2 separate regions of the Mus musculus genome follow, and region 1 is linked to region 2. Evidence: chromatin contacts called from public HiChIP or PLAC-seq data. All regions are on one chromosome and are shown on one strand. Each heading gives the region's core, a stretch centred on a gene start, on an enhancer-like site or on the middle of the called end of the contact. The rest is flanking DNA. Distances are from core to core; before and after follow the strand shown. Region 1 holds the start of Ccdc81 (coiled-coil domain containing 81). Region 2 holds the start of Fzd4 (frizzled class receptor 4).

Region 1 (3,610 bases), core at 68-2,567, 500 kb before region 2:
AAGCACCCTGGTTCAAGTGTACAATTGCAGCCTTTTTATTCTCAGCTGCAAAGCAGCCTTTTTTGGGTTTGGTAAACACGTAAATCAGATAAGATGTTTAAAAATGGCAACTGTGGACCACCTCCCTTTCCTTTCAGGTGGTGGTTTATCATCTCCGGCCTCCGTTCACATCACAGGCCAATAGCTCCTCTCGGCTCTTCATAGCAGCAACCACCGTGGAAATGTACTTGGCGTAATCTAAACCAACCACGTCTTTTCCATGACCCACCAATGTACTCTGAGTTATGTGCACGTGAGAGATGAGTATATATCACCAAAACCAAAAGTCTTGTAAGAGGATGCCTTCAGTATCGTGATTCCCAATGTCCACAAATGAAAACAACTCAAATGCTTCTCAAGAAGGGGATGGCTAATATGTCCTTTATTCACAGAACAAGGCAAGTCAAAGGAACAGATAGCCACCACATAAATGACTCTATTTCTCTCTCTCTCTCTCTCTCTCTCTCTCTCTCTCTCTCTCTCTCTCTCTCTCTCTCCCTCTCCCTCCCTCTCTCTCTCTCTCTCTCTCTCTCTCTCTCTCTCTCTCTCTCTCACACACACACACACACACACACACACACACACACACACACACAAACACACACACACACACACACACACACACACACACACACACACACGTCTTAGAAAGTTCAAACACTTTCAAGCTAATATATAGTTTAGGGTAGCATAATGCCCGCAGGGGAAGGCAGGGCACTTCTGTGAAGCTGACAGCCATGTTTCCGGATGGGCTTGACATGTGCACACTTAGCAGGCAGGAGAACGCCAAAGTCATGTGCAGGAATAGATCTGCCCCATTCCTTTCTCTATAGGAAAGGGAAAAAGCAGAAATAAAAACATGAACTGCCTTCATTCTCCTGCCCTCCAGTTCCAAAGAGGGGAGCCTGGAAACAAAACAAAACAAAACAAAACAAAACCTTGACAGAGTTCAGCTCAAACTCAAATCCTCAATCAGATCCGACATCGCTGTCGGCCAGCACGCTCTCCCACCACAACCCCCACCACCATTTGCTCTGGATGATTACAATATGGACCGCCTTCAAGGCCAGGTCTTCTCACTGCCCTGAGCAAGAAGGAAAGAACAAAGGTTTTGGGTGTTTTGTTTTGTTTTGTTTTGTTTTGTTTTGTTTTGTTTTTTCCCTTTCTTTCTCTTAAAAATGACATTCTAAAGTGGCTGGCTGAGCTTTCTACAGATCAGATTCTCTTAGGGGGCCGGGCCTTGAGGCCCTAGCAACCGAGCGAGCCTTTGTCGCGTCATAGCAACAGTTTCAGCCATCCCTTTCCCAAGGCCTTCTTAGTTCAGCAACCCTCCACCCTCCATCTGCAGGAGGCCCTCGCTGTTTGGGTGGGCGTGGATGTGCACTTCTGGCTTAGCGAGCGGCAGTGCTCTGGCTTCGTGTTGGGGGAACAGGTTATCCGCAAGCCAGATCACCGGGGAGGGACGGCGACAAAGAATGTTTATTTAAGGAAAAATAATATCAAAACATTTCAAGACTTTTAAAAGCACACCCTAAATTCTGGGCAAAGAGGGCTGGAGGGTGGGAAAGTCACCTTAGTGCAAACTCCATATAACAAAGAAGAGACTATCTATCGAGGACCCACCACGGAGTCAATCGGGACCGAAGATGCTGGACAGGGTTGGGCCAGGTTTTCAGGACCTGTGCAGGCAAGTGCTGCCCACACTGCCGACGCTGAGCCAAGAGGGTAAGTGACTTGATGCAGGTGTGTGTGTGTGTGTGTGTGTGTGTAGTGGTGGTGGTGGTGGTGGTGGTGGTGTTAGACCTTCCTGTGCTAAAAGCGCGATTCAGAGCTTATCTTCCTATGGCTAGACTTGAGCCACCAGGTATTGCTTGTGTGTGTGTGTGTGTGTGTGTGTGTGTGTGTGTGTGTGTGTGTGTGTGTGTGTGTGTGTTTCTTTCTCTGGGTTTTTATTTAAAAAAAAAAAAAGCCATGCACTGCCTGATTAGTACTAAGTACTGAAAACAACCTTCCCCACATTACCTAGAGAAGATTAAAACGCTACCTAGAGAAAAGCATTCCCGCTGTAGTCTCAAATGACTCTTTTTCAGAGTTCAGGAAAGGGCATAGCTATTTTTGTCCTTGACATCTTGCAGGTGTGTTAAAGAAAAGTGATGTTTGTAAACAGGTAATATTCACAGAAAACTCACTGGGGGCAGTAGCAAGATGCAGTCCAGTTTTTAGCATAGTTTCTTAGGAGAGTCACCATGCCCAGGCCAAGCCCTCTCTCCTCTCCACCTCGAGGGGAGGGAGTTCTGTCTGCCCCTGCTTCCAAAGTGCTGGGATTAAAAGTTGTGCGCTCTCAGCTCCTGTCTGTTACATCTTTAGCATTTTGTTGTTTATTTTGTGTCTTGCTTCTCTTTGTAAGCTTCAAATGCTTACAAAAAAAATGCTGATATGTTAAAAAAAAATGGGTCACTGGGAAGCTAATACTGTACTAAGTCTATAGAAACCTAACATCTTGACAATGTTAAACCTTCTTTTCCACACAATGTTCTACTACACAGTTATTTGATTTGATGTCTTTCATCAGTTTTGTAAATATTTTCTCATGGATTTTATACGTTTTTATATGTGTTTTAAAGATCTATATCAAAATATTTCATTCTTTTTAGAATTATAAGTTGTTGTATTTCATTTTAAAATTCTCCTTATTCATTGCAACTATATAGAAAACTCGCTTTTATCTATTAACCTTGCTAATTATGACTTAATTGTGAAATGATCCCCATAGGCTTATATGTTTGAATGCTTAGATCCAGCTTGGTGGCACTCTGTGGGAGACATTGTGTAACCTAGTTGGTAAAGATGGGTCACTGGGCATTCTTCTGAGGGCTATTGTATGGCCCTGCTCCCAGACTGCGCTCTCTGCTTCCCGGTTCCTGTGAGAGCCCTGCCACCACAGACTGAGACATTCTAATCTTTGTGCTTCCTCCATAATGAGGACCTACATACACCCCAAGTCAAAATGACCTCCCTCTCCTATGTTCATCTGTTGAGATATAATATACCCAGAAGTGGAGTCAGTTGGTGCAATAAACCTGACCACGGGGTGCATAGACTTTTTGGAACTGGCTTGTAGGAGGTGTGTAGAAAGGTGATGAGTTGTGTGCTAGAGAATTGTTCTCAAAGCTTAGTGGGTCACCCTGGTGCGAGAAAACCAGTGTGGGTAGGAATATGAAGAATAGAGACTGCTTGTGAGATTCAAGAAGACAACCAAGACTGTATCAAAGACCTGATGAGAGGCCGTTTATGCTGGAGTCTCGGAAGGCAAAAAGTGGTTATGTTCTGCCAAATCTGCTGGGGATTTGTGTGAGGATGAATTTAAAAAGAACAGAGTGATTTACCTAGCGGAGGGAATTTCAAGATAGGGTAACATTTAGGCCACGTCATGGTCATTAATTTTTAGCTTGATTTATAGTGAGAAATTAAAGTAAAAATAGACCAGAAAAGAAGTCAGGAATGCCGAGTTTCATAGCAGAAGAGTTGGAAGGAGTTCAACTCTGCTGTCCTTGTTAAAGAGATTACCACC
Region 2 (3,782 bases), core at 633-3,132:
ATCCAGTCTTGTCTTTCAAAACAACTTGGCTGCCTCCCCAGGATACATGTAATTAAAAATATATATCCCTGCAAAAGCTGTTTCTCCAACCAACTTGCCACTGATGTCAACCGTGTGCTGTTTCCAGGCTAAGAGTGAGAGGATCATTTCCTAAGCTTTTATAACTTAGTTTGGAAGCCCTGAAACCTCTACAGGGATATTTCTCCAGCAACAGGTCTAATCCCAACCATCTTCCCCAAACCACAACTCAGCTTTTACAGCGACCGATGTAAAAACCCAAGCCTGTAAATAAACCGTATGTCTGTTTCTTATCTCGCTACAGCCAGAACTATAGATTTCTTAAGGTTTCAACCTGGACAACTCTAACCTCCATTTTTTTTTCTTTTTTATTAATAAAAGCCACTCAGCCTCACCAACCAAAACATGGAGAGTGTTAAGTTTTTAAAACTTCATTCCAATCTACTTTCCATTGAAGTTAGCTGTATAAGAGAAATTATAACTATGTTATATATGCAAATTACTTTTCACTTATTATTGTAGGAAGAACTTCTATATCATTACACATTACCAAAGTTTTAACATCTTAATGACTGTTAAGAAAAGGAGGGAAAAAAAGAAAAGGAAAAAAGAAGTTTTCAAATATGCACACTACCTTCCTGGAGCCTTTTCAGTCCTTCCAAAAATTAAACCTGCCTCCAACGTTAAGGACAAGAAAGAACTCGGGCCAACCTAACCACTCTTTCCTGTATGACCTCTAAAAAGTGCAGGACGACGGCGGGGCATTCTGCAGAAAACAGACAGCGATGTTTTATTTGGTAACCTACACCCAAAAATACAGGCAAAAGGGAGGTCGATGAGCGACCTGGAAGGGCGAAGTTCTGTCTCCTTATCACTCCTTCCAAGATTTAGGTGCAACCCGCTGCCCTGCCAGGACTCGCCCACCAAGCAGCGGCTGCCGGAATCCTTGGCAAAGATAGCCCTCAACTCCACTGGGGTTAGGGGCTTGGCCAGACATGGGCAGGGGAGAAAAACGGAAGGGCGGGGTGTAAGAATAGGTTCTTTCGCGGGCCAGATGACTTACACAACGTTTTGGCTTCCAGTCTCCAAGAGGGACAGAAAAGTGGGGGGTGGGGTGCGGGTTGGAAATCACTTTCTCAGGAGTTGTACCCTCAAGTTAGGAAGGGACCAGGAGGCTCGATCTGTCAGGGATTCCAAGGAAGGAGTTTGGGAGTCTCTGTCTACCGAGTCCTCCGGGGATGGGGGTAGGGGCACCCACCTGCAGCTGGCTGGAGCAGCCGTACTGGATGAGCGGCGTGAAAGTTGTCAGCTGCAGCTCGGCGTCTGTCTGCAGCTCGTGTCCCACTAAGTTGGGCATCTTGGTCACGTTGTAGCCGAGGTTCTGGCACATGGCGATGCGGATGGGGTCGCAGCGCCGCTCCTCCTCGTCCCCGAACCCCAGTGTCGGCCGCAGGAGCAGGAGGAACTGCAGCAGCAGCCCCAGCCTGAGCCCGACGCCTCCAGGCGCCCCCCGGCTGCTCGGCCCTGTGCCCGGCCAGGCCATGGCCAGAGCTGCGGGCAGCAGCGGCAGAGGCTGATCTAGCAGACACCCCCAGTTTGCACAGGGGCGCCGGTGGCCGCGCTGCTCCCAACTCCGGATAGGGAATGCGGTAAGGCGCCAAGGGCGACAAGGGGGCAGCAGTCGCCTCTCCAGCAGTTGTACGAGAATGTGCGGGATATCAGACGTCCGGAGCCCGGGCCGAGGGATGGACTGCTAGGGTCATGGCTGCAGGCGGCGATCCCAGAACTCGGCGCCGGCCGAGTCCGGCTTTTCGGCGAAGCCCGCCTGCACTCTACGCCGCGCTGTTCTCACCGCCCCAGCGCTCTGTGGCGCTGGAGGTTCGCAGGGCGGGGGCGGGGCGGGACGGACAACGCGACTGTCCAATGAAAGCCCCCCCTGGTCAGAGGGGGCGGGAAGGGGCGGGGCTCCTCTCCTGCTGTAAGGGTCAGGCCCCCGCCCGCGGCTTGATCCTCTCTCCCTTGCTCGCTCCAGAGGCGCCCCGCCCCGCTTGGCTTCCCGGCGCTCGGCGTCCTCCCACCCGGATCCATTGCACGCTGTGGCCAGGCGGCGATGGAGCCCCGTGGCTCCTGCCCAGCCAACCTGCTCTTCTCTTTCAGGTGAGACGTGCTCCCACATCTATGCCCCTTTCACGTCCTTCCCCTTACAGCTGTCACCTCCGGCCCCGTGGCCACCTCTGTATCAAGCAAAATAATGAACACAAAGAACACGGTATTTGGGGTTTACACAGATTGTGGCTTTAAATCCTGGCTGTGTGACCTTGAGCAAATTGCCCAACCTCTCCGCGTCAGGTTCCTCATCCGTAAAGTGACTTGGGAGGATTAGCGATAAAGCCTGAAAGGCTTAGAGCTGGTGCCTGGTACAGTTCGCAGAAAATTTCACCTCTAGCCAGTGGGGCTGGCGCCCGCCCCCCGGCCCCGCCCCGCACTCGGCGCGACCTGCGCCGGGAGCAGCCGGTCTGCAGTCGCCGTGGGGGAGGCGCTCCGGAGCAACAGAGCAGCCGATGGGCTCGCGCTCCGATTTCCTCACCGTACGAAATGAAATTCCACAGGGGGATTCGAAAGGAAATGAGGCCGGGACGCTCCGTGCTTCTCGGCCCGCCGCCCTTCCTGTCTCGGGGACACGGTTTCTAAATAAGGTTGGGAGGGTAAGAGCGCGGGAGGGAAGAGGCTTGACCTGTGCACTCGAAGCGAGGAAGGCGCACAAGCCCCAAGGACGCCCCTTCCCAGACCCGGGACACCCTTCCCCTGCATCCTGCACTTTTTTCGTTCCCATTCTTGCTCTCCGTGGCACTCTGGGGGTCGGCAGATGTTCCCACCCGTGTTCCAATCCAGCTTCTCTCTTCTTCACCCACAAAGAAAGGACTCTGTATTGGGTCCACCCTCTCTCTGCTTCCCATTTGGCCAGTGGAACTCTCAGCAGGTGATTTCCCAAACCATGTACTTGTTACTTGCTGAGACTAAAAGGAGCCTCCAACTGGCCACGCAGTAGGCCAGTTTCTGAGTGAAGTCCATCCATGCTCTCCTGTCACATAGCGGTTCTCAGTACCGGAGTAGTGTAGATCATCTAGCACAGTGACCGATGAATAATGCTCTATAATAACTCGGCTGCCACTTTTTGTTTATATCTGGGACAGATCGTGAAATGTAGATCGTAAGACTACCCCTTGCTTATCAGTCTCGTGCTAAATTCTGAGGATACTGGTAATAAGTAAAGGGATTCCTCCCCTCTCCTTCAGTTCTGTTTGCCTAAGCCCCTGCCTGTGTTTTTCTGAGTTCTTTGTGCCTTCCCATTTCAGTTGGTCTTCTGGCACACAGCTGAGGTAAGGTATAAATTGGAAGGATACATGCACTCAAATTTTATAGCTTTAGCTTTCTTATTCTTGACTGGCCCTGGTTGAGGGTAAAGAATGGAATCGGCTGTTTTGTGTATTTGCCTCTGTGCTTGGAACTGGCATATAGAAGCTCCATCTTCTCCAGTCACTGTCATAATCTGGTAAAGAATGTTTTGGCCCTTTAAGTAGACTGGGGAACTGAGGCTAAACCAAAGCAATAGTTAGCAATGATAGGACCCACCAAATCAGAGCCCAACCTTTTTGAAGCTGGAGGGCAAGATTCCAGGAGTTGAGGACCAGGTTGAGTCCTCTGTATACTGGTGGCACTGGCTTACAGGATTGCATAAATAATCAGATGAAGAAAGCAGTGAC

What was found. HiChIP or PLAC-seq counts read pairs in DNA pulled down with a chosen protein or histone mark.
Region 1: a contact with region 2 is called in an H3K4me3 HiChIP or PLAC-seq map of embryonic stem cells, with 4 times the contacts expected there. The contact joins the promoter of Ccdc81 here to the promoter of Fzd4 in region 2. A contact is called at or near these places in 4 of 39 promoter capture datasets (the SN4741 cell line, cranial neural crest, pre-B cells and 1 more) and 3 of 115 datasets of contacts at active chromatin or transcription factors (embryonic stem cells and stem cell-derived neural progenitor cells).

Annotation. Positions count from the first base shown.
Region 1 is chr7:89,901,336-89,904,945 of GRCm38.p6, reverse strand. Ccdc81 (coiled-coil domain containing 81) reads left to right here and starts at 1,317. Exons shown (of 15, transcript NM_001162979.1): 1 at 1,317-1,764. The coding sequence starts at 1,686.
Region 2 is chr7:89,402,466-89,406,247 of GRCm38.p6, reverse strand. It overlaps Fzd4 (frizzled class receptor 4), which reads right to left and starts at 1,882. Exons shown (of 2, transcript NM_008055.4): 1 at 1,277-1,882. The coding sequence starts at 1,561. It also overlaps a transcript of Tmem135 not described here.